2 separate regions of the Sus scrofa genome follow, and region 2 is linked to region 1. A link is a contact called in public HiChIP or PLAC-seq data. All regions are on one chromosome and are shown on one strand. Each heading gives the region's core, a stretch centred on a gene start, on an enhancer-like site or on the middle of the called end of the contact. The rest is flanking DNA. Distances are from core to core; before and after follow the strand shown.

Region 1 (6,801 bases), core at 3,735-6,234:
ACCATGGCGGCATGCAGTAGGGGGGTGGCCGTGCCACTACAGTCGTGGCCTGTGGCCAGCACACGGCCCGAGGCCGGGTCCACCACCACTGCCCCCACAGCCCTCAGGCCCCTGGAGGCCGCCTGCTGTGCCGCCCACACAGCCCGTTCCATGTGGCCCTGCATCACAGCTCGCTCCTGCGCTGAGAAGAGCTGCCCGGCCAGGGCTCGGGTCACCTGCCTGTCCTCATGGAAGGACGTGGGCCAGTGGGTGCGCGCCTCCTCAAATTGGTCCCTGGTCAGCGGCGGCCGGGCAGGCACGGGCACGAGAAAGGGCTGACCCAGGCCGCAGGGGTCCACGGCTGGTGTCGGAAGGAGCTCGGCCAGCGATCGTGTGCCTGCGGCTGGCCCCGCCAGGCATAGCAGCATCTCCAGCGTGTGTGGGCGGCTAGGGTCTCGGCTGGGACGCACTCTTTTAAGATGAGGCTGTGCAGGCAGCGGGTGGACAGCTGACACCTCCTTCAGGAGGCGTGAGGTCTGGCGCTTGTCCAGGACAGGTGCAGCGTAGGCCAGTACCAGCTCCACGTCCCCCGACTGCTGCTCAGACAGGACTGGGAGGGCTTCCCACGATGCCAGCTCTCCCTCAGGGCTCCCGGCCTTCACATCCCCACGCAGCTCCATGATGCCCAGGGCGGGGTCCATCCTCGGTATGGTTCTGACTGTGGGAGACAGAGACCGGAGCAGAGCATCATCCTCGGCTGTGGGAGGCCTGGTCAGCTGGAGGGGTGGGTCCGGGAGCGTGTTGCGTCTGGAGGGTGGTCCGAGAGCTCCAGCCCAAGTGCTATGCAGCAGCGGTCATGCTCTTACTCACGTCCTACTAACGCTTGGTTTGTACGGAGCTTAACTCACCCTTGCTTAGGTGGCTTTTTCCCCTTTCTCTTTGAGATGTGCCATGAGTGAAAATGCACACTTGACCTCAGAGACTCAGTACAAGAAAAATGTAAACCATCTCATAGGTTTTTTCCCACAGTCAGCTCTCGGCTCTCTGCATCCACAGGAAATCCATGGACACGCTGGACCAATTGTACCATCTTACACAAGGGCCTGGAGCATCGGCGGATTTTGCTATCCTCAAAGGGCCCTGGAATCAGCTCCCCACGGAAACCAAGACGATTGTGTTGACTACCTGCTACAGTGGGTATACTCTGCAGGTGTCGGGATAAAGAAATGCATTATTGAGATTCATTCCACCTGTTTTTCTTCGCACTTTTCAAAAACATGGTTTCTGGGAGTTCCCACTGTGGCACAGTGGTTAACAAATCCGACTAGGAACCATGAGGTTGCGGGTTCGATCCCTGGCCTCGCTCAGTGGGTTAAGGAGCCGGTGTTGCCGTGAGCTGTGGTGTAGGTCGCAGACGTGGCTCAGATCCCACGTTGCTGTGGCTCTGGCGTAGGCCAGTGGCTACAGCTCTGATTGGACCCCTAGCCTGGGAACCTCCATATGCTCCAGGAGAAGAAAAAGGCAAAAAGACAAAAAAAAAATGTGTCTTCTAAAAAATTCCTGTTACGTTCATGCCTGGCGTTACATTCCTACAGCCAGGATTGCCTTGGCTGGCATCAAAGATGAACGACAGATCATCTTCACACAACCGCAGAAAACCTGGGGGCCACTGCCCGTCCACACCAACTAGAGCACCCTGGTGGCGTCTGGCAGCGGACCAGCCCCTGCCGTCTCATCCCCATGAACTAGGAAGTGCTGAGATCACTTCCTATTTACTGGGGATTTACTGCTGAGATGCTCCTGTCTCACTCCTTGACCCATGGCTCCCCAGAGGGCACACAAGGTCCCTGCCCACCACCACCTGTCTGAAGCTCGCCATACAAGCTTGGCGAACACAGGAATGGGTGCTGGTGGCAGTTCTGAGAAGTAGCAAGCGTGGAGAGGTCCCTCGGGCACCCATGACCCCTGTGCCAGGCGGGGCCCTCAGGAGGGTCCACAGTGCAGCTCCAAATCTGCTCCCGGTACACACTGTGCCGGGGAGGCTATGGCCGGCTCCAGACCACAAAAGCTCCCACTGTCTCCCAGGCAAAAGACAGACACAGTCCCATTTGTCCCTTCAAGAGTGCAACCCCTATCTGATTAAAACAAAGCAAGCAACAGATAAAGGAGGCTGCCACCAGGACACTGCTGGCCAGGACGCCAGCTCCTAGGGGAGGGTGAATGAAAACCCAGGAGGGCACCAGTTGAACTCCACTCCTCTCCCAGGTATGTGCCCAGGAAAAGTGAAGACACACATCCACACGGAAACCTGCCCACGCACATTCACAGCAGCACGATTCACAACAGCAAAAGGTGAACAATAGTTCCCGTCATGGCTCAACAGTAACGAACCCGACTAGTACGCATGAGGATATGGGCTCAATCCCTGGCACTGTTCAGCGGGTTAGTGATCCGGCATTGCCGTGAGCTATGGTGTAGGTCACAGATGTGGCTTGCAGCTTGCTTTGCTGAAGGTGGACACAATCCAAACATCCACTGATAGATGAATGGAAAAACCAAATGCAGTCCTTCCACACAATGAGACATCACTTAGCCTGAAAAGGAGAGAAGCACGAACACTCCTACCACGTGGACAGACCTGGAGACCACGATGCTCAGTGAGAGAAGCAGACACAGAAGGACACACAGTGTGGGATTCCATGGATGGGAAATGCCCAGAACAGGCATATCCGGAAACAAAGAGTGGGTTCCTAGTTGTCAGGGGCTGGTGAGGAGGAGGAAGGGGAGTGACTGGTGATGGGGGAAGAGAGCTTCCTTTTGGGGTGGTGGAATGTTCTGGAATTAGATGATAGTCACACATTATAAATATACTAAAAATGCTAAAACATAGATTTTAAGTGGGTAACCCACACAATGTGTGTGCATCGTATCTCAGTAAAGCTGCTGTTCCTGGCGACGGGGGGACATCTGCTAGGTCAGCAGACCCCAAACAAGGCCCAGCACCTCCTGACCAAGGCTGGTGCTGTACCCACAGCATGTCCTCATACCTCTGAGCTTGGGCTCCCCAACTCCATTCAGTGACCCCAGAGGGAGACTAGGGCTATCGGCTTCCTACTGGCCAAGGGACTGGCTAGGAGGGCAGAGCCAGGATCTGATCTCTCGGCCAGGTGGCCAAGAGCTCCCTGATTCTGCCCTCTGAGCCCTGTACGATCGGTGTCCTGAGCCCCTTTTACAGATGAGAAGCAGGTTCTGCAGAGAGTGACCCCCCCTCAACAAAGGGAGCAGCCCATCTGGGAACAGCACCCACATCCACGACTTGCTTAAACACCTCCAGATACCTAAACATGGTCCGAGGCTGACCTGTTCCTCTTTTTGTTCTCAAAACCCCACACCCCTCCCTGCTGCGCTCTCTACTGGTCCTGCCCAGCTCAGCCCTGACCTGGGTTTGGCCAACTCCCTCTGCCTACAGCTAGGGAGTTTACGTTGACAGCTGCAGCCTCTGCTGCAGGCATGGACTGCCAGGGAGGGCTCACTGCATTGGGGAAGCCCCTGGAGGGTCTGCTGGACCAGCAAGCCAGGCCCTTAAGAGCCAGTCTCCTCATCCAGTGCTCAGGAATTCCTGTGGCACTTGCACCCAGGGTTCCAGGAGGAGTAGGGATAGGGTGCTTATTCAGTGAGCTGAGGCTCTGCAGGTGACACCCAATCCCAGAGAGAGGCCTTATCTCACCACTAGTTGTGTCCGGGCCCTGCCTCACGTCCTCCCCAAGTCCGCACCTTCCTGGCTAAGACCTAGGGTACCTGTCCTGACCCCAACCCAGCTTCCCACTCAGTGAAACAGGATCCACCACTACCATGCCGTCAGGGGCAGAAAGTGCAAAAATCCATGCGAGGCATGGCCCTGTTCTGGGGCACAGCTCCTCAGGGGCCCAGTCCTGACTGTGGCAGGCAGACTCCAGGAAGGCTCCTGGGAGAGAGTAACCCACAGCTGGGCCTGGACGGCAGATGAGGCAGGGTGGGGAGTCCTGTGCAGAGGGTGCTGGAGACATCCAGTACTGAAGTCTCCACCACACCCACTGGTGGAAGGCCACCAAGTCTGCATAGCGTCTCCAGAAAACAATTTATCAGGGTGGGGGTGGGGGTCTCACCCTGATAAATTCAAATGCCAAGTGAGCTGATAATTTTTTTTTTCTTTTTAGGACCACACCCATGGCATACGACGGCTCCCAGTTGAATCGCAGCTATAGCCACTGGCCTATGCCACAGTCACTGAGCTGATAATTTTTATCAAAAGTGTGTCCCATGCAATCTTTAGGAAATACACTAAAAAACATATACACATATATTCGTTATTAACGCAAAACTCGAATTTAATGGGATAACTTGCGTGTTTACCTGCGGACAATCGCCTCCCTAAAAGCAGGCTTCTGCAGGAAAGTTCAAAAACCTCGGGCATGTGGCGTGTGGGAGAGACGCGAGGCTAGAACTTAAGAAGGCCTTGCCCGCTCACACATTCCGTAAGAAACAGGAAGGACTGTCACGGTTTAGGACGTTCAGAAAGACTGAGGCCTTTCACCCAAGGAAGGTGGGAAGCTGTTAAGGAGGCAGAGGGTTGGCCGCGATGACACGAGGGAAGGGCGCACCGAAAGCAGCTGCGGCACCAGGTCTTCACAACAAACCGCAGGGGCAGAAGCACGCGCAACACGTAGATGCGCGCGGAGAGCCGCGTCCCCGCGGCCCAACGGCCCTCCGCGCACGCGTACACGCGTCGCTGCCAGCTCCCGCCCGAGGCGCGCAGAAACAGGGCCTGGCTACCCACTCGCTCCCCGCGCAAACGATGTCCCCGCAGCCGCGCCCCCCGCCCCCCCCCCCGCTCGCCCTCCTCGGAAGCCTGGGTCGCAAGAGCCCGAGACCCGGTGCTTACCTGAGGATACCGGCAGGAGCGCGGCGTTTCACCAAGTCTTAGCAACCAGCCCACCTGCCCCGCCTCCACCACCGCCTGGCGCTGCGGGGCACGACGGGAGCGTAGTTCCAGGGGCGGGGTCGGCGCGAGGCGAAGGCGGGGCCGAGACTACAATCCCCACAAGGCCGCGCTCGCCGCCGCCTCGCTCCGCCTCTCCCCTATGCGCCGCTCAGGTGACCCGCTAGAGCGGGGCTGGCTCTGTTTCGAGGGTTCGAGACCCACTGGACGGCCGGGAAAAGTCGAACCTTGGAGGCCCTTTGGGAAATCAGCAGAGTGAAGAGACTGAGTCAGAGGGGCACACGACACCCGCTGTAGTCACTCCCTGAGTCCAGTTTGCTGCTGCCACGTGGCTCCAGAGGGGCTGTCCCTAGATACCTGGATGCGGTCAGGTTCCAATTATCCTCTAGGGCCGCAGACTCCAGTCTCATTTTTCCATCTGTACAGTAGGCAAAGGGGACCTCTTGACTCCAAGGCAAAACAAGCTTATTTTATCAGCAAATTCAGTTATTCATCCTAGTTAAACAGGTGTAAGCCAGATCTCAACCAGGAGCAATAGGTACCACCACTCCCAAGGGACCCTGGGCACTGTCTAGGAATATTTATGGTTGTTAGGATTAGGGGTGCTCCTGACAGCAAAACTTGGAGGCCAGGGATGCTGCTCAACACCCTACAATGCATAAGGCACCCTCGAAACAGACTGGCAAATGTCCACTGTAAGGAAGACCCCAGTTTAACCCCACTGCTAAGCAAGAAGAAAGGTTTAGGTCTAAAAGGACCCTGAAGAGGGAAATTTTTCTACCTTTCCATTTTCTCCCTATTCCACTCCTGCAAGAACCTAGGAGTGCCCCTGCCAGGATCCCACAAAGGTCTACCCTTGGAAGAGAGTGGCTGGACGGGAGACCTCTCCTGGAGTCTCCACTGCAGCACAGCTCTTCAACCCTGCAGGCCTCTGAGAGTCCAACCCCATGTGTTTCTCATCTTAATTTGCAAAGCATTGCCTGGCATGCCCATCTATTCCTGTGTAAAAAAGCACTCCAGGAAATCATACTGCTTGAAGCTGGTCACTCTCTTTTTTTTCTTTTCTTTTTCTTTTATTTATTTGTTTGTTTATTTATTTATTTTGGTCTTTTTGTCTTTTTAGGGACACACCTGCAGCATATGGAGGTTCCCAGGCTAGGGGGTCTAATCAGAGCTGTAGCTGCTGGCATACACCACAGCTCACAGCAATGCCAGATCCTTAATCCACTGAGCAAGGGCAGGGATCAAACCCGCAAACCTCATGGTTCCTAGTCGGATTCGTTAACCACTGCGCCACGACGGGAACTCCTACTTTTTCTTTTCTAAATAAAAACTTGGGAGTTCTTGTCGTGGCGCAGTGGTTAATGAGTCCGACTAGGAACCATGAGGTTGTGGATTCGATCCCTGGCCTCACTCAGTGGGTCGAGGATCCGGTGTTGCCGTGAGCTGTGGTGTAGGTCGCAGACGCGGCTCGGATCCTGTGTTGCTGTGGCTCTGGCATAGGCCGGTGGCTACGGCTCCGATTAGACCCCTAGCCTGGGAACCTCCATATGCCGAGGGAGCAGCCCTAGAAAAGGCAAAAAGACCAAAAAAAAAAAAAAAAAAAAAAAAAAAAGAAAGAAAGAAAAAAAAGAAAAAGAAAAAAAATAAAGAAAAGAAAAACTCATGAAGTTCCCATGTGGTTCAGTGGGTTAAGGATCCAGCATTTTCACTGCTGTTGCTCTGGTTACAGCTGTGGCCCAAGTTCAATCCCTGGCCCAGGAACTTCTGTATACTGAGGTCTTAGCCAAAAAAAGAAAAGGAGAGAAAAGAAATGATCCTTTTCTTCCTACCTCTTGTTTGCC
Region 2 (6,628 bases), core at 715-3,214, 60 kb after region 1:
CACTGAGCAAGCGCAGGGACCGAACCCGCAACATCATGGTTCCTAGTCGGATTCGTTAACCACTGCGCCACGACGGGAACTCCCCATTTGGAATTCTAACTGGACATCTACCTTTGAAACATACCCAGAACCAGTCCATTTCTCCTGCCTCCACCTAATCCCACCTCATGGCCCACCTGGACCAACCCTTGATCCGGACTCCTGCCCTGGCCCTCACAGTCTGCCTTCCCGGCTGGAGCCACCAGAAGGCGTCTGTGATCACTTTCTGTGAGTCAGGCCCTGCCCTCCTCTGCACTCAGCGCTCCAGGCTGCCACCTCCCTCCAGGGTGAATCGCCCAAGTCCTCCCTGAGGCCAACCAGGCCCTGCATGACCTGCCCCTGCCCCCTCTCTGCCGCTGTTACCTTCTCCCTCTCTCCCCTTTACTCACTCAGGTGCAGCCACACAGGCCTCCTTGCAGTTCCTCCAACAAGCCTGGTGCCGCCTTTGCCCTGGGGCCTTTGCACATATTGTGCCCTCTGCCTGGAATGCCTTTACCCTAGATGCCTGCTTGGCTTTCTCCTTGAACTGCTCAAATTCCACTTCCCCATCAGACTCCATGGACCACCCCTTTCCCCAGCTCCCTACTCTCCCTATCACCCATCCTCCAGAAGAGCACTCTCGGCCTTGTACTTAAGTATCTCCTTTACTGATCTCCTGCTGTCTCTCTTCTAGAACGCTACTACTGCCAGGGTGGGGATCTATGCTTTGTTCACTGATGTCTCTAGCACTGGGTCTGGCACTCACATAGTAGGTCCTTGGTAAATATTTGTTGAGTAAATAACCAAGGTCAGTCAGTGAGTACAGAGGAAGCATCTAGTAAGTGCAAGCTCAGGGGTGACCTGACTTCACCTCACTAGCATTGTCAGGGCCAGGCTGAGGGGTCCTCCCTCCTCTTGGCGGTGGAAGAGGCGCTGGCATCGAGAGACCCCTGGGGTGAGGGGTCTCAGGCCCAAATGCCACCGGGGCCAGGTGGCTGAGGTAAGGATAGATGGGCTGGGAGAGGGAGGAGATGACCTGCACAGACTGCACCCCCACCCTGTGCTCACACGGGGATCCTTGGCAATTGCCAGCTGGCGGGCAGGCTGGGAATTGTAGTTTTATGAAGCATCTCCCCCAATTTAAATAAAGGGCAACAAACAAATTTACATCATTTGAAAAACTAGTACTGAAACAAAACTGGTACTCAGATACATATACACACATGTTCACAGAGGCTCAATTCACAACAAACAGGCGGAAACCACCTGAATATCTATTATCTGATGAACAGATAAAATACGGTTTAGGGTCAATATTTGGTGGACAAATGAGTAAATCGGAATAGGGTTCCGCTGGTGGACCTGGGGATGAGATTTCAGACAAGAGTCCAGTGGGAGTCCACCCGGAGCCCAAGTCGAGGGACCTCCGCAAGCCTCTGCTTCAACGAGTGCAAAACGTGAGCACTAATTCGAAGTCAACCCGGGCGGAGTTGAGTTTCAGAGCCTGAGCTGGGTAACTCCGGTGCAGATCTCCAGGTGCAGGTGAGACACGCCCGCAGGACTCGTGTTGACCAGCAGAGGGCGCCTCAGGGAGACGTGCTAATAAAACTAATTAAATGCACCTAAGCCACAGCTGGACTATGAGGGGGGCCTTTTTTTTTTTTTTTGATCAGGCGTGCCGTGGACAGCTCCAGGCGCCGCAGGGGTCTGGGGCTCAAGATGGCGCTGTTGCCGCCACCGAGGGCCAGGCGGCGGCGCCGGCGAGGCTCCCGGAGACAGTAGGCAGGGCGTCTCGCCCCCACCACCCCTACCCCCGCGACTGCCTGTCCTGGGCCATGGGTCCATGACCCTCCTTGGGGCCGCGGGAGCAGGTGTTTCTGATCAGGCGCACTTCGGGCAGCTGCTCCCGAGGTCCCTTGCGGCGGCGTCCCGGGGGCCTCCGGGGACCTCGGAGCAAGATGGCGGCGGCAGCGGGGTCCGTGAGGCGCGGGCGGCGGCGACCGCGGCGCCAGTGAGGGGCCCGTGGGCCCGGGCGGCTCCGGGCCGCGGCCCCGCCGCGGGACGGACCATGCTACGTTCCACCGGCTTTTTCCGGGCCATCGACTGCCCGTATTGGGCTGGGGCGCCCGGGGGGCCCTGCCGGCGGCCCTACTGCCACTTCCGGCACCGCGGGGCCCGGAGCCCGGGCGCACCCGGGGGAGGCGGAGCGGCGTCCCCCGCAGCAGGTAATGCCCGCCCCGGGCTCAGCACTCCGGCGCCCGGGCTTCCTTGGCCCCCAGTTCCCCGCCCAACCTTCTTCTCTCTCGCTCGCGGGCGACGTGTCCCCAAGTCCGGGCCACCTACCCGGGGCCCACGTTGAGCGACCTCTGCAAACCTCTGCTTCAACGAGTGCAAAACGTAAACAACGAAGGGACCCGTTCTCCTAGAGGCGTCGCAAGGGTGGAGCGCGCCGGGCTCGGGAAAGGAGCGCGGCCGACACTGGTTGGCAGGCCCGAGCTCATGCCGGGGGAACCGTTCCCGCCGCCTCCCCGGCCCCGAGTGCTCGTGGCAGCCCTTGTTTACTTCTGCGCTTCTTCGGCCGCCGCGCCGCTGATTGTGGCCTCTCTTGTTTACAGTAGCAGTCTAGAGGATCTTGCTTAGGAACCTGGGCTGTGTGTTGAGCCGTGTGCCAACATATCCACTTGCTTGTGTGTGTGTTGGGGTGGGGGTCAGGCTTCCAAGTGAACGTTTCTAGATTGAGCATTACAGTACCGTGGTGATTATCAATGTCGCGGCAGAGTTCGGTGAGAGCTGCCCGGGGTCACGCTGCTTGTGGGGAGTGTGGGACTTGAGCTGTTAAGAATGGGGGCAAAAAGAGGGGCACCGCGAGGAAAGGCTTGCAGGGATGTCCTTACTCCGGAGGGGAACTCGGGCTCTCACTGGGGCTCCTGTCCTTCAGGACTGGGCTCCCCTTTTCTTTCAGGCTCATATTCTTCATTCGGCATCCTCTCTCTTTCCCCATGAAAGAATCCCCATCTCAGAGCCTTTTAACTTTCAAAGAGGAGCGCCCTTGCTAAGATTAAATAATGGGCTTGTTCTCCCATTTTGCCAGAAAAAAAAAAGGAGGGGGTAGCATTTTCTCAAATTTCCATTGTAAGTTTGTCCTGACTTTTTGCACCTGCCACCCACTGTTCACAGCCAGCCAGATGCAAGCATTGGTTGCCTGGCTCCACATTTGTGCCAGGCCTGGGGCTGTGTGCATTGTGGGCCCTGCTCTCAGGAACTTACCCCTGAGGAGGGAAGCTGGCCTGGCCCACAGGTGCCTTAGTTTCCAGCGGTGCCTTACCCCCAGCTGAGTGTCAACGGCCTCCCGGTGTCCTTTTTCAACTCAAGACAGTGCAGTTTTCAATCCATCTATTGACCGACTTGGCCTGGCCTGGCGAGTGATGCTCCTTACCATTGGGACAGATAGGGAGGGACCATGCCCCCAGCAGCAACTTGTCTGCAGACTCCACATGGCCTTCCAGCCTTCTGAACTCTGGAGCTCTGGTCTCTCTTCTTGGGCGTTCATCCTGTGCTATTCATTTCTTGAATGGCCAGTGACTTTCCCAGAGGCCAGGTTTTGAGAGCCCATTTGGTGATGTTGCCCTGTCTGCTTCCCTTCCCACAGGAGAAAAGGCCACTGCCTACCCCCGATCCCCGTGCATCTGCATTTTGTTTCGCAGGTGAGAATAAGCAGTCCTTTTCCCGTCTCTGGTGGGGGGTGGCCTCTGTTACCTTCTGGTGGAATTCTGCCTTGCCCTAGAGAGGCAGGGTTGGAGCCCAGCTCAGCCTCTTTCTTGCCATGGGGCCTCTCTGACACTCTGTTTCATCTTCTGGTCATGCTCACGGGGTAGCCCTCTGAGTGGGCCAGGGGATAGTGTGCACCTAGACCTCCCCCTCCCTTACAGCTGCCCCCTGCTCCAGATTTTGATAACCCTGTTTCCTGTTGGGTTTGGAGACTCTGCAGCAGTCCAGGCTCTGGCTGGGTCCACTTGTGACCAGATAGACAGCCCAAGCAGAGGTGCTCTGGCAAGTGTGGGCTGGGCAGGGATGCTGAGGTCCTGGGTGTTGGCTGCCTGCCTGCAGGTGGGGTGTGCAGCCCTGTGTGACCCAGCACCAGTGGCCTTGGGTTGATGGCCTCCTGAACCTTCCAGCAGGGTCTGAGGCCCATGCAAGGGCTAGGCAGGCATACCGTTCTTTCTGGCCCTCAGATCCATCCTCCTGTGCTCCAGGACCCCTACCTCCTGCTCTTGGACTAGGGGGAGTGCCCCAGTTATTGCCGCATACCCTCGTGTTCTTCATCCTTGACCTTGACCAGTGGGCGGGATGGTCATCCCCATTTCCCAGATGAGGAAACTGGGTCCCAGAGAGGGACAGCCACATGCCTGTGTACACATGGCTGGTAAGTGGGGGACATGGGGTGGAGTTTTGGCTGTCAGGCCCTTGACCCTCACTACTTCTTGCCAGTTTCTCTTGTCAACATCCGTGGGACCTGGGTCCCATCACGCATTGTGCTCCATCTTCCCCTGAGGCCAAGAGGTAATACTGAGACCTGGGAGAGGCAGTATTGAGGATGGGCCTGGAGGAAGACCTGCTTGTGGGGGAGGCCAGGGTGACCCTAGCTGGGTAGTAGTGACAGCATCATTTTTCGTCCCCCCGCCCCCCCAGTCTCAGATGAGGCCCCCAGCGGCCCCTTGCAGTCTGCAAGCCATGCTTCTACAGAGGAGCTCCACGTGAGGAGAGCCAGCCGGGTAGGGAGGCTGGGGCCAGAGAAACCAGCGCTTCCTGCAGAGGTGGGGTTTTGTGTTGTATTATCTGTGAGCTGACTTGAAGCAGGAGGGCTGCAGCGGCAGTCACCGCAGCCCCTTAGCTGTCCTCCCCTTGGGTAGACTTCCCACAGCCCTGATGACGGCGCCTTCAGGGACTGAACAAGTGCGTTCCTCGATCTGATGTTTTCTTTTCCAGCATGAACTGCAGTGAACACTTCCCCCTTCTTCCAGGGAGAGACTGGTGCTGAGAGCCCCAGCCCAGAGCAATACTGTCTCTTGTCTGGAGGCCTGGCCAGGGTACTTGAGGACCAGAGGGTTTTTACCAGCTGGCTGTCAGTGTGGTCTTTGGTCAGGACAGCCAGGGCCTTTCACCTGAGGTGGGAACTCTGAAGCCAGCCAGAGGAGGAGCAGGAACTCTGGGCATTGGTCACTCCCAGGGCTGTCCTGAGCCCCGTGGGAGGTGGAGCAGCATCTCTGGCCCCCACCCCCTCCTTGTCAGGAGCCTGCCAGTTGTGACAAGCACAGATGTCTCCAGGAGTGGTCCAGTGTCCCCTGGGGGCAGGATCACCCCTGGTGAGAGCCAAGTCTCACCTCCCCACCCTCCCAGGGAGCTGTGTGCCGCCAGGCTCAGGGGGCAGAGCCTCAGCCTCCCAGAGGAGGAGCTTCACTGCCATCCAGTGGGTGGTTCTATTGTTCTTTTGTTCTTGACTTTTCTGTAAAGAGGGAGTGGAGGAGAGGTGCTGTGGGTTTTCAGAGTAGTTCTCTGTAGAGGTCTCTCAACACCAGGAGGAGCACAAACAGGTTTTATTAGCAGTTCAACCCTGCCTAGGAGCAACCCTTGTCTTCGAGGGCTGTGTTCTAGCTGGCAGCAGCCTGGGCTCCTTGTCTCCATTCAGAGCACTTTTTGCTGGACTCCCAGCAGTAGTCATTAGAAACATCAGAGAATACCAAAAAGTCAAAAGAAAAATGTTTATGTGTATGTTGCCCCAAGTCCCGCCTCTGCCAGCTTGCTCTGCTTCCTCCCAGCCTTGGAAACAAAACACTTTGTGTCTTTCTCCTGTAGTGGTGAGCCTGCCCTGTTGATTAAGTTGGATTCTATTGCTGAGGTTTTGCAAACCCCAGTGAGGGTAGAGGCCGTCCAAAGACCTGTGGTCCCCACACCTCAGAGCTCCTCAATAAGCACCTGGCGAGCTTTAAAAACCTGCCTTTTTTCCCAGATCCAGGCTTAGGCCATTTGAGTAAGGATGCATCTGCACCTCAGCTGTTTGGGTATTTCCTAGGAGTCTTTGCTTAGTGTCAGTAAAGCCATGTCTCCCACTGCATGTGATCCTGATCCCCAGGGGCTACAGGGCGATGTAGGGACCTGTGTGGTTGTCACAGCTGGGGAGTGCTCCTGGTGATGAGAGGGTGGGGGCCAGGGATGCTGCTGAGTGTCTTGCAGTGCTCAGATTGGTCCCCTTCCCCTACACACACACACACACACACACACACACACACACACCCCGCCCCCCACCCCTGGGTGTCATTGGTGTTGCGGCTGATCAGTACCCCAGCCCCTGGCCTATTTTGTATTTGGGGAAGAGGCTCGCTGAGGCCGGTAAGGAAGAGAAAAGCCCTAAAAATCTCCACCTTCCTCTGGCTCCTCCAAGTCTGGAGGAGAGGCAGAGCAGCCCAGGTGCTCGGGTTGGGGTTGGCAGGGACAGCAAGCCAGCTGGGAGAGCTCGGGACCGTGCGTGGTGCTCAGGTGTGCGTCACCCCCAGAGCATTGTTCAGAGAAGAAGTGCAAGCACCATGGCTGACTTCCAACCCCTACAGGCAGA

What was found. HiChIP or PLAC-seq counts read pairs in DNA pulled down with a chosen protein or histone mark.
Region 2: a contact with region 1 is called in an H3K27ac HiChIP or PLAC-seq map of skeletal muscle. The contact joins the promoter of REXO1 here to the promoter of ADAT3 in region 1. A contact is called at or near these places in 2 of 5 promoter capture datasets (fetal liver and liver), 4 of 47 Hi-C or Micro-C datasets (blood, embryonic fibroblasts and skeletal muscle) and 2 of 2 datasets of contacts at active chromatin or transcription factors (alveolar macrophages and skeletal muscle).

The regions. Positions count from the first base shown.
Region 1 is chr2:76,629,298-76,636,098 of Sscrofa11.1, forward strand. It overlaps ADAT3 (probable inactive tRNA-specific adenosine deaminase-like protein 3), which reads right to left and starts at 4,985. Exons shown (of 2, transcript XM_021084211.1): 1 at 4,901-4,985; 2 at 1-697. The coding sequence starts at 680. SCAMP4 (secretory carrier-associated membrane protein 4) reads right to left here and starts at 5,017. Exons shown (of 7, transcript XM_003480843.4): 1 at 4,901-5,017.
Region 2 is chr2:76,692,305-76,698,932 of Sscrofa11.1, forward strand. REXO1 (RNA exonuclease 1 homolog) reads left to right here and starts at 1,965. Exons shown (of 16, transcript XM_003123002.4): 1 at 1,965-2,243. The coding sequence starts at 2,087.